2 separate regions of the Mus musculus genome follow, and region 2 is linked to region 1. A link is a contact called in public HiChIP or PLAC-seq data. All regions are on one chromosome and are shown on one strand. The core of a region is the stretch at or near the end of the contact, and the rest is flanking DNA. Distances in the headings are between cores, read along the strand shown. Region 1 overlaps 0610040J01Rik (RIKEN cDNA 0610040J01 gene). Region 2 overlaps Tbc1d1 (TBC1 domain family, member 1).

Region 1 (7,234 bases), core at 2,323-4,822:
CACAGAGCTGTCTTGGCAGAGTGTGAGTCTAGGTGAGCCAGCTCCAAGCGAGGGAAATTGGAACTGGATAATAATAAGATCATAAGAAGAAAATGCCATGCCAACAGTGGGTCAGGGTAGGGGAGGCCACTGATGGTATTGTAAACAAAATGAGTGCTTTTTTAAAAATGGCTGTGCTTTTAAAAGAGAAGCTTGGTTTGAGGGTGGCTCACAGGACTTTAATCCCAGGACTTGGGAGGCAGAGGCCAGCCTAGTCTACACAGCAAGATCAAGGAAAACTTGGGACTGGGCCCTGTCTAAAAACCAAACTCACATTCAAAAAATAGTATCTGAAGAAAGTTGGGATTTTCAGTGCCAGGGCTCATTTCAGAGTTGGCGTGAGAACGTAATTCCACAAGCCCCAAGATCCAAATGAGATTTTCTGCCTTGGAATGATAGATCCGAGGATTACTTCTGTCTGTCAGGTCATGCTTTGAATTCATGCTTTCTTTTTTCCTGATGTGTACATATTAGTTTTGTGATCAGGAGGATCCTCCCACAAAACAACAACAACAACAACAACAACAACAACAACAACCTAAAGTTCAGAGTTGTTGCTCTCATTTTCACGCTTGGTGAAACTGCTTCTGCAGGCCAGAGAGATCCTTCAACAAAGGCATGCGGGAGGTCACAGCCCCGGGAGCTGGGGCATGACTGGAATGGAGTAAGTAAACTGATTAAAAGTTATTGGCCTGACTGGAAAACAATTAAGCTTAGAAGGTGACTTTTTGTTAGAAGAAGTGCTTATTGCGTAGTTTTTCATGGTTGTATTGGGCTGTGACTCCCGTAATGCCAGGGTTTGTGCATCCACCTTTTAAACCACTCTATATTCAATTTCACAATCCCCACCAGAGTCAGGTTTACAACCCCATATTTTATTTTCCCTTAACCCCGTCCCCTCATTCCTTCTGTTTCTTCTCTCTCTCTCTCTCTCTCTCTCTCTCTCTCTCTCTCTCTCTCTCTCTCTCTCTCTCTTTAAATATGGGGTACAATGTAATCCAAAATGGCTTTGAACTCCCTATGTAGTTGAGGATGGTCTTGAACTTCTGATCCTCCTAGGTGCTGACATCACGGTGTATGTCACCTTGCCCAGTTTATGTGTTGTGGATTGAACCCGGAGCCTCTGGAGCCTCTGGAGCCTCTTGCATGCTAAGCAGACACTCAACCACCTACAAACCCAATCACAGGTCACTTCCACTGCCTTCCAAAGGTGATATTCATCACTTCACCCATCAGCTCCTAAGCCTTCTATTCTCTACTCCTAGGTCACCAATCTAAATCAGATTCGCACAATATGGCTTTTCTTGTCTGGTTTCTTTCACTTAGCTCAATGCTTCCAGGGCTTATCCACAGTGTCACATGTATCAGTGTTTTATCCCTTTCTATGGCGTAGAGTCTGCTGTACATCTGTGTCTATTCTTTACTTTCCTAGGCATCAATCAGTGAGCAATGCTGCTATGAACATCTGTTTACAACGTAGACATAGGTTCCTCCTTTTCTTAGGTGTGCACCTGGACATAGGATTGCTAGGTAATATAATAATTCTATATTTAAATGACTGTTCTCCAAAATGGATAAACCTTCTCCCACTCCCAGCAGCTGAGTCTGGAGCTCCTATTTTCCCCCTTTTGCACCAACACTCATCACTGACATTATTTTTGTTTGAAGCCATCCTGGTGGGTGGCTCTCACGAGGTAGTTTATGTCATTAATTTTAAAAAATTGTATCTTAATTATAGAAGTCAGAGTCTTGCGCTGATTCTCATGTTCTAGGCCACCTGCCTCCCTGGCTGTGTCCACACAGCACAGTTCTTTTCCTTTTCAGAAACCCCCACACTCCCTTTGTGAGAGAAACCCTCACTGTATAGCCCTCCAGCTAGTAGAACAGGCTGGCTCCATAATGCTGGGACTAAGGGGATGAACCACCACACCCAGCTTTCAGCACAATTCTTATTCCCATTTTACAGACAAGGAAATGAATACTTGAAGGTTAGTGAAGCTCTAGAGTTAAGATTCGAACCCAGGGAGGGGCTGAAATCCTACAGAGCTTCAGTGTCGTCTGCATACACGCATACATAAGACAGTGAATGGAACCAATTTAGGTATTTTTTTTTCACATGTATGTGTATGCGTGTTCATGTGTGCAGGTGCATACATGCATGACAACGGGAAGATAATCTCAGGTATTATATCTCAGGATCCATACCCCTTGTTTCATGAGATAGGTGTCTCTCACTGACCTAGAGTTTGCCAACTAGGCTTGGTTTGCTGGTTAGCAAATCTTCAGGGATCCACCGCTCTCTACTTCCCCAGCCTCAGGATTTTACGTGTGTGCCACCATGACTGGCTTTTTCATGTGGGTCCTGAGATTGAATTTAGGTCCTCGTGCTTGCCCAGCAACCACTTTACTGAGTGAGCTCTCTCTCAGTACCCACTCCCTAATGAGTAAATTTAATGTACCACACACAATGATGCTCAAGATGCTGATGGTTATGTTATTTTGTGTGAGCTCATCAAGCAATAAGTTATCTATTGAGAAGTGAAGAACCAGGAGTCAGGTCTGTGACCAGGGAGTAACTGAAAAGGAGGCCTGAGACGAACGTTCCACCTCCAGTTGGTTGGTTCTCATAAACAGTTCCCGTTCCCCTTTGGAAATGCAAACATTTACTGTCCTCAGTTTTATGGTGACAAGTTGAATGGGAATTTGCTAAACTTCCTTGGCTTTTGGTCCCTGCACTTGCAAGAGCAAAGTGAGTTTCTCCTGAGAAAGGTGTTTTATTTGCCTTGGGGGTGGTTTTCCATCTCATGCAAAACAGCACTTTCTTTTTGGCCCTGTAGTTAAGGAAAGGCTATTTTGCAATAATATAGCCATTTTAAATTTTGGCAACAATCACAGGCAGTTCTGGAAATCATGCATGCTGTAGTTAAACCTTTAGTAAAAGTCTCTACCCACTGGAACACCTTTCTAGAAACATAGTCACAGCAATGTACCTACAGTAAGATCTTAGATCATTTAGGCTCATTCCAATTTGCAATTTGTATACATGACCCAAGTAATTAGAAGAGTGCAAATAACTGCTCCTTTAAGTAACTAATTTGTGGGGAATGGTATATTTTATATGTAATTTCCTGAATACAAAAATTCCTCCTACATAAACACTCTAAGACATAAGCAAGTTTAAAGGGGAGCCCACTTAATTTAGAAATGAGATGCATATACCACACTGTTCATTATTCTAAAATGTTTATTCTGAGCAAAGGATTCTTGTTATCTCAATCTTTAGCTTGAACTTGTCAGTCCATATCGAAAGAACCTTTTCTCCACTGCTCTGGGTGGGTGGAGATATGGGTGGGTGGACTTCGATAAGATAGCATCTAGTTTTTACTACTTTCATTAATTTTGAGCTAGGTTTGTTGTACTCAACAGGGAAAAAGCAAAGGGGACCATTGTTTCTATGAACTGAAACAAAGAAGAGGGAAGGAGGAAATGCTACAAGGATTTCTCCACCCTCTCTTGAAAGACGCTCTTGTGGTCGTACTTCCTCTAAGGGCACATTTCTGCGTCTAGCTTGGCTGAAACACAGCCTTCTTGGGGTTAGCAGTTTGTGGGCTGATACAGAAGGGTTCTTCCCTGGATATGAGGAGGTAAATTAGGTAAGTTAGGGCTGATTCTGCCAATGAGTGATGGTATTGATTTTTTAAATGATGGAGCTTTGGAGTTTTGTTTGGTATGGGGATGTGAAGTAAGGTCTTCTATATCAGGAAATGAAAAAAAAAATCGACTAAATGTTTAATTTCTGAGTTCCTAAATATAACTTGCTCTTCAGAGGGGCATCAGTAGTACCTCTGCCAGAAGATAGTCATCAGTTAGAGGAAATGGGACCTAACATGACAGCAGTTCCTCTGAGGTGAGGCCAGGACACAAGAACAGACCAAGGACGCTTCTGGCAACGCAGAGACCCTGAATTTGTTCCATCATGGATTTAGTCTTCCTGAACAACTGGCTTGACCTCCCATGAAGTTAATGTACAAATACCTACTCCCACCCAAGTATCTGGCACTCACAGCTTTCACGTGCTAACCATTGCTCTCAGGATAAAGACAACCATAGCCACTTCCAACATAGAAGTGCCATTTACTCTCAAACTCATATTCACGTTACATCCTACTTTATTTGAGTTTCATTTCATTTGTTGATCATTAGGTAATGGGAACCGAGGAGAGAAAGATAAGGAGTCCTGGCCCTTGTTTCTGGTCAAAAACCAAACTAACCCGAAACAAAACATAAAAACCCAACAAAGCAACTCCAAAACCCCAAACCCCAAAACTCAAACCCAAACCCAAACCCAAACCAAACCAAACCAAACCAAACCAAACCAACCCACAGAAACAAAACAATAACTTGATCAAGAGATCATCCACAGAATCAGGAATCAGAGTACAGCAGCCACAGTCGGTTCAATTTCTGGTGAGCGAATTCGGGTAGGGTCTGGGATCTGCAGGTAGCTCTGCCTTGAAGGTAGCCAAGAAGAATTATTGATGGCCGTGGAGAGCGCTGGCCCAGGGACAAGCATTGGGGGTTATATGCATATGAGCTATGTGAGTGCAAACTTGGACACTGACAGGAGGGGGTTAGGATGCTAGAAAACTGGGAAGACCCATGGGGTGCAGGACCTATCCCATTTTGGGGCACAGCAACACTTGGAAGTAAGAAGTCATAACAAAAAGTTTGAAGTGTTTCTTAGCTCCCCTAAAATTTTTTGTAGTTATTTAAGTTTTTTTTTTTTTTTTTCAGTTGTTGTTTTAATTGTTAAAGGCAGGGTTTCAGTCTGTATATAGCTCTGGCTTCAAACTCAGGATCCTCCTGCCTCAACTTTCTAAATGCTGCCTTTCCTGGCATACACTAAAAATCCTTTGGCAAATCACCAATCAACAGCAGACATTTTAGACTATTTACAAAGTAGGCGTGGGAGTGCCGGATTGTAACTGTAGCATTTGGGTTACTGAGTCAGCCAGGCTGGGTTTAAGGCCAGCTTGGGTTATGTACGTAGCAAGACGCCATCAACTCTGTATTCACCAAATGATTTTGATTTTTTTCCTTTTAATTATTTCAGATTTGAGACCAGTGAAGCACCCCTTCCTCCGGGCTTAACCCACAAAAGATTCAAACTCATGGAATCTTTAGTTTTCTTAAACATTTCAACATAGTCTTGAACGGTAAAATTACGTCAACATTTATTATCACATCTTAAAAGCTTAAAGTCTGAATCAGTCACTCAATGACATTTTAAATCATAATTCACAATACTAGACTAAATCATTAACACAATACCTTAAAAACCATGAATATTTAAAATATCAAAAGACTTTTCCATGAACTCATCTAAAAGTGTACTTTGCATTTTATTTGGCTCATCAAACTTAAACTTCACAGTGAAAATTACCTCGTGGGGAATTTTTTTTTTTTTTTTTTCTGTTTCAAGAATGCTGGGGTTACTTTCTTACGTCATTTTCTCAGAGTAATCAGGGAGTTGTGATTCAGTTCTCTTCACCTATACTTGGTTGAACAGGGGGCCTAGTAACTTTAAAAAAGACCCACTAGTTGCACCTGTGTCCACCCTATTAGCTAATTCTTGTCCTTTACAATTCTGCCAGCTTCCGCAAGCTGCCCAGCCAACTGACCCAAATCAATGAACATGTTTCCTGTCGACACTACTCGAGAGTGTCTTGTACACCTTATCTTGTCCTCAGTGGTAACTTATAGTTGTGCCCAGAACACATGTATTGCCTCTATGACGAAAGCCTCAGGGTCATTTGATGATGGGTGGTTGGGAAATAGAGACTGCTCATAGAAGGGCCGAGGCTGTGAGGAAAACAGACCACGTGACAGAAGCAAAAAAAAAAAAAGGACTCCACAGAGACATCATTAGGACTTGTGATGGAGATGTACCACGGAACTTTATATAGTCTTGGCTGAAGTATGACCATGACCTATGATCAGGGAAAATTCTTGTGCACAGTGTGGAAAACTGAGTGAACGGGCATCCAGGTATTAAAAGTGAATGAGAAGTTTGGAGCTAGGAAGAACAATTTCTCAGCAGTGCCAAACCAGGGGCTCACACAGGCAAATGCTCTTTACAGCTGAGTCACAGCTTCAGTTCCTAACTTGGATTTTTAAGAACAACACAGAGTCTGTTTGAGCTCAGATCCCACCATGGAGAAGGAAGCTATGCATATAATATTACGCCTGGCTGTGGAGCTACTGGTAACAGCTGCTGGAAGAGGCAGTTTTCTCTAAGAGTGGAGGTGCAGGCAAGTCTACTACACACACAGTCAAGAAGAGTGGGGTGATACAAACTTCTCTTGGAAGATTAAAACAAACAAACAAACCACGAACTTGAGTGTAGGAACTGGGGAGGAGTTGGGAGAGGGACATGGATGTGATTAAACCACTAGGAAGTTCCCAAAGAATAAAACAAATCTATACAAAGAGAAACAAGTAAAGAGGCAGCCAGAGCATCCAAAGTTAGAGCCTACGGTCATTCTAGATTTTATTTTCCTTTTAAAAAAGATGTACTTGTGTTTATTGAGAGTTGACTCCTATGTTGTGTTTTGTTATTATTTGCTAGAGTTTAGAAACTCAGGAGAGAGAGAGAGAGAGAGAGAGAGAGAGAGAGAGAGAGAGAGTTAGAGTTGGTGTGCTTTATTCCAGAGAATGGGGGATGCAGTAAGAACATACACAGAGGAGGTTTAGCTTTTTTGTTTTTAACCTTATTCAAGGTCAGCCTCACGGGGCAGAGTGGAGGGAAGGCAGTAGGGCTGACTCAGGAGTGGCTACACTGTGGACCTGGGTAGGGTAGAAGGTTGTGGCTGTTGGCATTTCCTCTAGGCTCTGCCCCACAGTTACCTGGAAACAACCAGGTATGCCTCATTTACTATAAAAGGAGCTACTTGCCCCCTCCTTGCTCTCTTGCTCTCCTGCTCTTGCTCCTGCTTGTTACCCCGTCTCTCACCATTCCCCTCCCCCTCCACGTGCTCACAGCTGATCTCTTTCTCCCTCTCCCTCTCCCTCTCTCTCTCTTTCTCTCTCTCTCCTCCCTCAACTCCTCCCTGCATGTCCTAAATAAACTCTATACCGCACTATACCATCATGTGACTGGTACCTCATGGGGAAGGGATGCCCCAGCATAGGCCCA
Region 2 (7,234 bases), core at 1,288-3,787, 390 kb before region 1:
CCAGTGACTAGTTTACACATGAGCACTGGTCTTTAAAGTATATTGTGAATGAATTATGAACCAACAGAGTCTTGAGGAAATAGTTCAAGTGAGTTCTGGATGGTGGGAAGTATGGGCTGGGGGCGGGGGGCACACTGGGGAGTCTCGATGTGAGTCGACAGTTGAAAAGGACCAAAGGAGAAAAGCTGGACTTCGCTCGATGTCATTGCCTGCCATCACTCCAGAACTTCCCAGCGTCCCAAAGCCACTCTGGAAAATGGAAGAGGATACCCTAGAGTTGTCTAAGGAAAACGGAAGTGCCTGGGACTAAGTTTTCTGCCAAAGAAGATGAGGCTGCTAAAGAGAGTTTACATAGCATTCTAGAGAATAAGGAGTTAAATATTACACCAGGTGTGCTGACACATGCCTGTATTCCCAGCTACTCGGGAGGCTGAAGCTGGAGACTTCCTGAGTTTGAGGCCAACCTAGGTAATATACCAAGAGCTTTGTAATTAAAACCCTAGCATTTCTTTAAGAGAGAGAGAGAGAGAGAGAGAGAGAGAGAGTGCAGGGTAGGGAGATATGACCAAACTCTGACTTGTAAGAGTTACGAGGAGAAAGTGTACAGACAGGTGAAATAACAGACAGGAAGCCTTCATTGTTTAATCCCGGACTCATGTTTACGTATGTGCATCCAGGGTACAGGCTCGGGCACACTCCAGTCTGAACTTGCCTTAAGTTCATATACTCAAAGGCCTCCCTCTGAGCCAGGTCTCTTGGCCTGGGCCAGGAGCACACAGAATACTTCTTTCATGGGAAAGCAGGGGCTTTCACATTGAGTGGATTTGATAGGGACGTGTGGCATGTTAACACCAAGCATTTTGAGAAATACACATGAAAAGTCCTTCCCCTCTCCCTCCCACCCCCCACTCTCTTTTAGTTTACTGGCAACATGCAACAAACCAACCACACTGCACAAAGAAATTCTCTGTTACCGTCTGGAACTTCACTAAAAGTAAAATAGTAACATCCCACAAATACAGCAATTTCCCTTAAAATGCCACCTTCCCTCTCATTTGAAAAACATACATCCCCCTGACCCCCCAAATATGCCTACTGGAGAATATGTATCCCACACCTTCGTGGAATTCTATAGGCAGCAATCACAGGCTGCAGTTAAGTATAGCAGCTCCCAGGTGATCTGAATGCAGCCAGAACTCATTGCTCCAGGACGCTGGTGGTCCTCAGCTGTCTAGCTGTCAAGTCACGTGTCCTAGAGGTGGGGGAGAACAGGTAGCTTGGTTGCTCTCAGACCAAGATCAAATTTTTAGAAACTGTAAAGGGAAGGTGAGTTATACAGGTCCTGGGAGAGCCATGAGGGAAACAGTAAGGAACGAATAGATAGGAAATGCGTCTCAAGAGAACACGTGCTCTGACATTAGCACACTCCATCCAGTCAGTTGCCAGGCAACTGAATTTGGCTGGAGAAGAGAGATTATTATTGATGTTGACTTCTAGGTTTGCTTAAAGCTTGGATAAGATTTATGAGATGCATCATATGCATATTTTAGTAAGTGATCTATTAGGATTGAGAGTCACTTCCACGTTCTATAAGAAGGGGAGGGAGTGGGTAGGAATTACTGACTTGATAGGACCTAGAATCACCTGAGGGACCCACCTCTGGGCACATCTATTAGGAAGTTTCAGTAGATGAACTGAGCTGGGACCTTAAATGTAGCCACCTTAAATGTAGGTTTGGACCATCCATCCCATGAGCTAGGGTCCCAAACTGAAGAAACTAGAGGAAGCCACCTGAGTGTCAGCTTTTATCAGCTTCCTGACTGTGCATGCGATGTGACCTGCCACCTCACATTCTGGCTGCCCTCCTTCCTCCATCTGGTCAAAAACAGACCCACCCTTCCTTCCTTCCTTCCTTTCTTCCTTCCTTCCTTCCTAAGTTGATCTGGTCAGGTGTCTTGTCTGTATTAGGGACACAGTCACTAATACAGGAAAGTTGTGCTGTGGGCAACAGACTAATCAAATAGCCCTGGTTGACAGTGTCCGTCCAGAAAACGCAAGGTGGTTCCAAAGGATGGTCAGATGGACCACCTTATCAGTCTTCCTGAGACATGAAAAGAAGGCAGGCTTCAGAACGGAAGACGTTTGCTCCTGTCATGCCTGACCATACCCCACAGACAAGCCTAGACACTCCTGCCCAGCTTTTCTGCCAAGTTCTGCCCTTGGTGTTTGATTTCTGTGGCTCTCTGCAAGCTGTCCATCCCAAGCCCACGTCAGAAGTATATAAATGGCAAAGATGTCTCTCCCACTCTGTGGGCTGTTTGCTATGCGTTCAGTGGAACTTTTCGATTTCCTGCGGTGCCATTGGTTAACTCGAGAGCTCAAGGAGCAAGGACTGGAAATGGTCTGCGTATTCAGGAAAAGATGGCAGAAGGCTGCATGCCTCCAACCCAAAGGAGGAGGAGGAGGAGGAGGAGGCCTGGGAGGGTAAAGAGCATAAGAAAGCATGACCTCACTCCCCAGCTCCTTCCTCACCACAAGACCTGGTTAAAAATAGGACCATTGTAAGACTAATTGTACAAGGAAATTCAGTAGGGTTTCCAGTGAATCAGAACCACTTGGCAACTAGCCAGGGAACTTATTCTGTTCACACATATGAATATTCATTGGTACCTACAGTGAAAGGCAAGGGAATCTTCGCAGGGAATAGAGACAGTGAGTCAGACCTCAATCCTGCCCTCAAGGAGGATAAAAGCCAGGAAGTGCAAACTGGGACCAGAGAGTAAAATGCCAAGAAAAAGGTAAGGCTTCCAGGCACGCTCACAAGAGGATGAGGACTGCAGGCTGCAGAGACAGAATGGCCTTCTGGGCTTGAAAACAAACGTCAGGCACTGTTCAGAAGGTAAGAATAAAAGTGGGGGAGTGGGCTTTCCAGAACTAGACAGGACAGGTTTGGAGGAGATGGCCCACATGGAGTGGGAAGGTGGGGTAGGAGATGAAAGGAGGGGGCAGGAGGGGAGGAGAGGAGAGGTGAGCATTGATTTAGCAAAATGGCAACTTGAGTGTTATCTCTTCTAGTCAAAAAAGTTTGTTTCTAGAAAAAAAAAAATATGTGGGACTGAAAGGCTGGCTCTGTGGTTAAGAGCACTGACTGCTCTTCCAGAGGACCTGGGTTCTGTTCCCAGTATCCAAATGGGTATTGCATGTAACTCAAGTTTCAGACGATCTGACACCCTCTTCTGGACATCTCAGGCACCTGCACACATGTGGTGCAAATACAGACAAGCAGGAACACGGACATAAAATAATATCTTTAAAACAATTTTTAAAAAAATATTTCCTAAGGGTAATAGCAAGTACAGAAAAACTCTGTGGTGGTTTGAATAAGAATGCTGTCCACTGCCACACTCCTATATGTGAATGTTTGGTCATCAGAGAGTTCAACTATTTGAGAAGGATTAGGAGGTGTGGCCTTGTTGGAGGAAGAATGTCACTGGGGGTGAGCTTTGAGGTTTCAAAAGCTGAAGCCAGGTCCAGAGTCTCACTTTCTCTTCCTGATGCCTGGAAATCCAAATGTATAACCTTCATTCACTTCTCCAGCCACGTATCTGCCTGCATGCTGCCATGGTCCTTGCCTTGTTGATGACGGACTTAACCTCTGCAATTTAAGCAAGCCCAATTTGAATGCTTTCTGTTCTTTTCTTTCTTTTTTAAAGATTTATTTATTGTATCTAAGTACACTGTAGTTGTCTTCAGATGCAACAGAAAAGGGCATCAGATCTCATTATGGATGGTTGTGAGCCACCATATGGTTGGGATTTGAACTCAGGACCTTTGGAAGAGCAGTAAGTGCTCTTAACCCCTGAGCCATCTCTCCAGCCCTAAATGCTTTCTTTTATAAGAGTTGCTATGGTCATAGTGTCTCTTTGAACCAATAGAACACTGACTAAGACAAACCCCAGGACTGTAAATGCCTGTGTATGAATGGAAACCAGATGACTATACAAAAACCTGCCCGTGAATCATGAATGTCACTTACTGTACAGCAGTTTTTAAAAGGCACATATTAGCAACTTAATGTCCTGCAGTTCAATCTAAGCAAGATGCATTCGAAGGAATATTATGCACAACATGGGTAGACTTAGGCAATATTGACATAAACTAGTCACAAAAGACTACATTTAGTGTGGTTGCATTTATATGAAATGTCCAAAGCAGGTATGTATAGAGAGAAAGTGGGTCAGTGGTTACCCAGATCTCTAGCAGTTTCTTCCTAGATTGAAGCTTCTTAAGCCAGAAAGTAAACAACTCAAAATAGCTTCAGGAAGTCCCTGAAACCAATAAGATTCACTAGGCCCCTCTCTCCCAATGTAAATGATCAAGATTGCAGTCAGTCACTCTCAGACCAGAAAAGCTGCAAAGAAGACTCTGAGACCAGACCTGCTGCCTGGGTTGGAAGAAGCAGAGAGCAGACGAGTTATCTGAAACAGATCAGCTGAGGTCCCTGGAAAGAACAGCCTCTAACCTGTTGAGCTGCTTGCAGGCTGTAATTTGTTCCAGGTTCCCAGATTTTGTGAGCTGTCACCATGTTAGGGGATGGGGCTTTGGTGATATAGATGTCTTTTTTGTTTTGTTTTGTTTTGTTTTTATTAATTATATGTAAGTACACTGTAGCTGTCTTCAGACACACCTGAAGAGGGCATCAGATCTCATTACAGGTGGTTGTGAGCCACCATGTGGTTGCTGGGATTTGAACTTCAGACCTTCGGAAGAGCAGTCGGGTGCTCTTACCCACTGAGCCATCTCACCAGCCCCGATATAGATGTCTTTGAGTCATTTCTGTCCCTGTAAGGAACCCCTCATCCACATTCCAGTAAGCAACCCCAATAAAAGCCATTAGTTCATCAATTTGGACTTTTGGTGGTATCCATACTTTGCTTGGCTATGGGTTCCCCACCCAGGGCGAGTAGATGTGGGCATTGTCCCTCCCCAAGAAAAATCTTGTCAGACAACACCAGGGCAGGGTTTGAGCAGGGGTTGGGGGTATGATGGGGAGACTGCTAATGAGTGCTGGGTTTCTCTTTGCAGTGATGAAGTATTTTGGAATTAGAGAGCAAGGTTGGTTGTAAAGGTTTGTGAAGCAAACTTTCCTACTACATGAGTCACGTCTCTCAGTTCTACACTCACTTTGTATGGTGATGGCTGAACGACCTTAGCAAGTCAAGTCCTAGAGCCTTTATCGGGATAGCACCTGCCGTTAAGGGTGGCTTTGGGCATGAATGAGATGACACCTAGAATGCACTGAGCTGTGGTGATGCTCAGCAGATGCTCGCATCTGCGCACATCTGTGTGTACCTGCAGAGATGGGAGGAAGATGTGGGGTACCTCCTCTATCACTCTCCACCTGTTCCTTTGAGGCAGAGGCTCTCAGTGAGCTTGTGCTTTTTTGGCAGCCAGCGAGCCACAGCTACCTTCCCTCCATCCATCAGTCCGGTCTTTGCCCCCTTCAATGCAGGATAACAGGTGTACACAGGACCACACCCAGATCTTATGTGAGTGATAGAATCTGTACTCCAGCCCTCATGTTGCACACCAAACACTCTTAACCACAAAGCTATCACTCCTGCTCCAAGGATGATCGAGTTTAAATTGTAGGGAAAACAAATGAGTCAAAGGCCCTGCATTCAGATACGTGTTACAGACATATGCAAAACAGGACAGAACAAGCTGTCAAATCCAAATCCTGGATGGGTCTCTCTCGGTGCTTTTGTCTCCTGTTTTTATGAGTTGCTATATTTACCACCAAGACTGTGCTCTGTTTCTGTTTTGTTTTGTTTTGTTTTGTTTTTCCCTTTAACTCTAGAAACCACCACTTCTCCTCAACCCTGACTTCTTTTCCAGAACACACCTACACTCACATTTGAAGTCTCTCAAGAGTCAGAACAGGGCCTCCAGGTGGCAAAACAGAGCCAGCTTCGAAGACAACGATGCTTCGAAAGCAGGGACAGAAGAGCCGAGAGGTTAAAGGAAAGGGGAAGAAAATCTGGTGAGCACTTATTTGGAGGCAGAGCACATACGTTTAGGCGATTATCACCTTCTACAGGCAGGGTACCCGTCATCAGAGGTGTTTTAGATTGGGGTATGGGTGTACGGACTCAAGCATGAATACAAAATTCACTTCGTTTCATCTGTACCTAAACTGTTGAGGTTTGGTCTGTTGCTATGTACTGTAGTGCTAAGTTCTGTACCCAAAGGTCTGGGCCTACAAGTGGATTCTCACGATTACCAGCTTTTGTTGTGCAATCCTTGTTCCTTAATTTAAAACTAACGGTTAAATAAAAATGGCTACAGCCAATTACTGGAGGGGGTTAGAGGTAGGTAGGCTTCTGAGTTACCTGGTTGAGTGGGGTGAGAAGAGGAGAAGGGGGAGAACAAGGGGAGAGAGAAGAAGGCGCCGTGAGGGGAGATGGACCACAAGCTCATGGCCAGGAGAAACAGCGAGTAACTGGGGTACACTGCTGGGGAGGCAGCCAGGCCAGCAGTTAGAAGAGTAGACTAGGGGTTAGCCCCAGTAACTGTAAGCTAGTTGGAGATAAGCTTAGATTGGTTCAACTACACTTATATACTCAGCATGCTGATGTCACACCGCATGAGGGTGATGTCACACAGAATGATGGTGATGTCACACAGAATAAGGGTAATGTCATACAACATCTTTCTACATCTACATTTGACCGTGAGCATCACAGACACAGGCCTGGATTTCTCTACTTGTGGCATCACATTCGTATTAGAAGGTTTGGGATTTCCAGATGAGGGCTGTTCAATCTATACTTCAGTGTATCCGTGTCAGTGTTTAAATCGAGGTCTCCGGCTTTCTCTCAGTTTACTGGTTTTATTTTGTACATGGGTGCATTTGCCATGGCTCACATACAAAGGACAGACTATGGAAGTTGATTCTCTCCGTCTACCACGAGGGCCCTGGATTTCAGCTAAGTCATCAAGCGTGGTGGCAAGCTCCTGAACTCACTGGTCTAGGCCTCTAGTGTTATGTGTTGATTTTGCAGATGAATTTCAAATTCTTATTAGCCAGAAAAACAGCCAACAACTTTACTCTGAGTATATTCAGTGACTCCAGCTGCCTTCTCTAAATTCCAAAAGCCTTGCAAAATTAAAAGCTGGCTATACCCTACCTAGAAACCCTAAGACTGTGCAAAATGGAGGAAGTGACTGAACT

Evidence for each region. HiChIP or PLAC-seq counts read pairs in DNA pulled down with a chosen protein or histone mark.
Region 2: a contact with region 1 is called in an H3K4me3 HiChIP or PLAC-seq map of bone marrow-derived macrophages, with 4 times the contacts expected there. The contact joins two enhancer-like sites. A contact is called at or near these places in 3 of 115 datasets of contacts at active chromatin or transcription factors (bone marrow-derived macrophages, microglia and pancreatic cancer cells).

Annotation. Positions count from the first base shown.
Region 1 is chr5:63,827,594-63,834,827 of GRCm38.p6, reverse strand. All of the region lies in intron 1 of 0610040J01Rik (RIKEN cDNA 0610040J01 gene), which reads right to left. Among named protein-coding and RNA genes, the nearest start is that of 0610040J01Rik, 19 kb to the right of the region's middle. Within about 2 kb of position 3,572, at least 52 of the 459 cell types and tissues checked have an H3K27ac peak or open chromatin away from gene starts, as enhancers often do. A contact at or near this core is called in bone marrow-derived macrophages, where this site is marked.
Region 2 is chr5:64,220,269-64,227,502 of GRCm38.p6, reverse strand. The region is part of intron 2 of Tbc1d1 (TBC1 domain family, member 1); the gene reads right to left. Among named protein-coding and RNA genes, the nearest start is that of Gm46913, 23 kb to the left of the region's middle. Within about 2 kb of position 2,537, at least 65 of the 459 cell types and tissues checked have an H3K27ac peak or open chromatin away from gene starts, as enhancers often do. A contact at or near this core is called in bone marrow-derived macrophages, where this site is marked.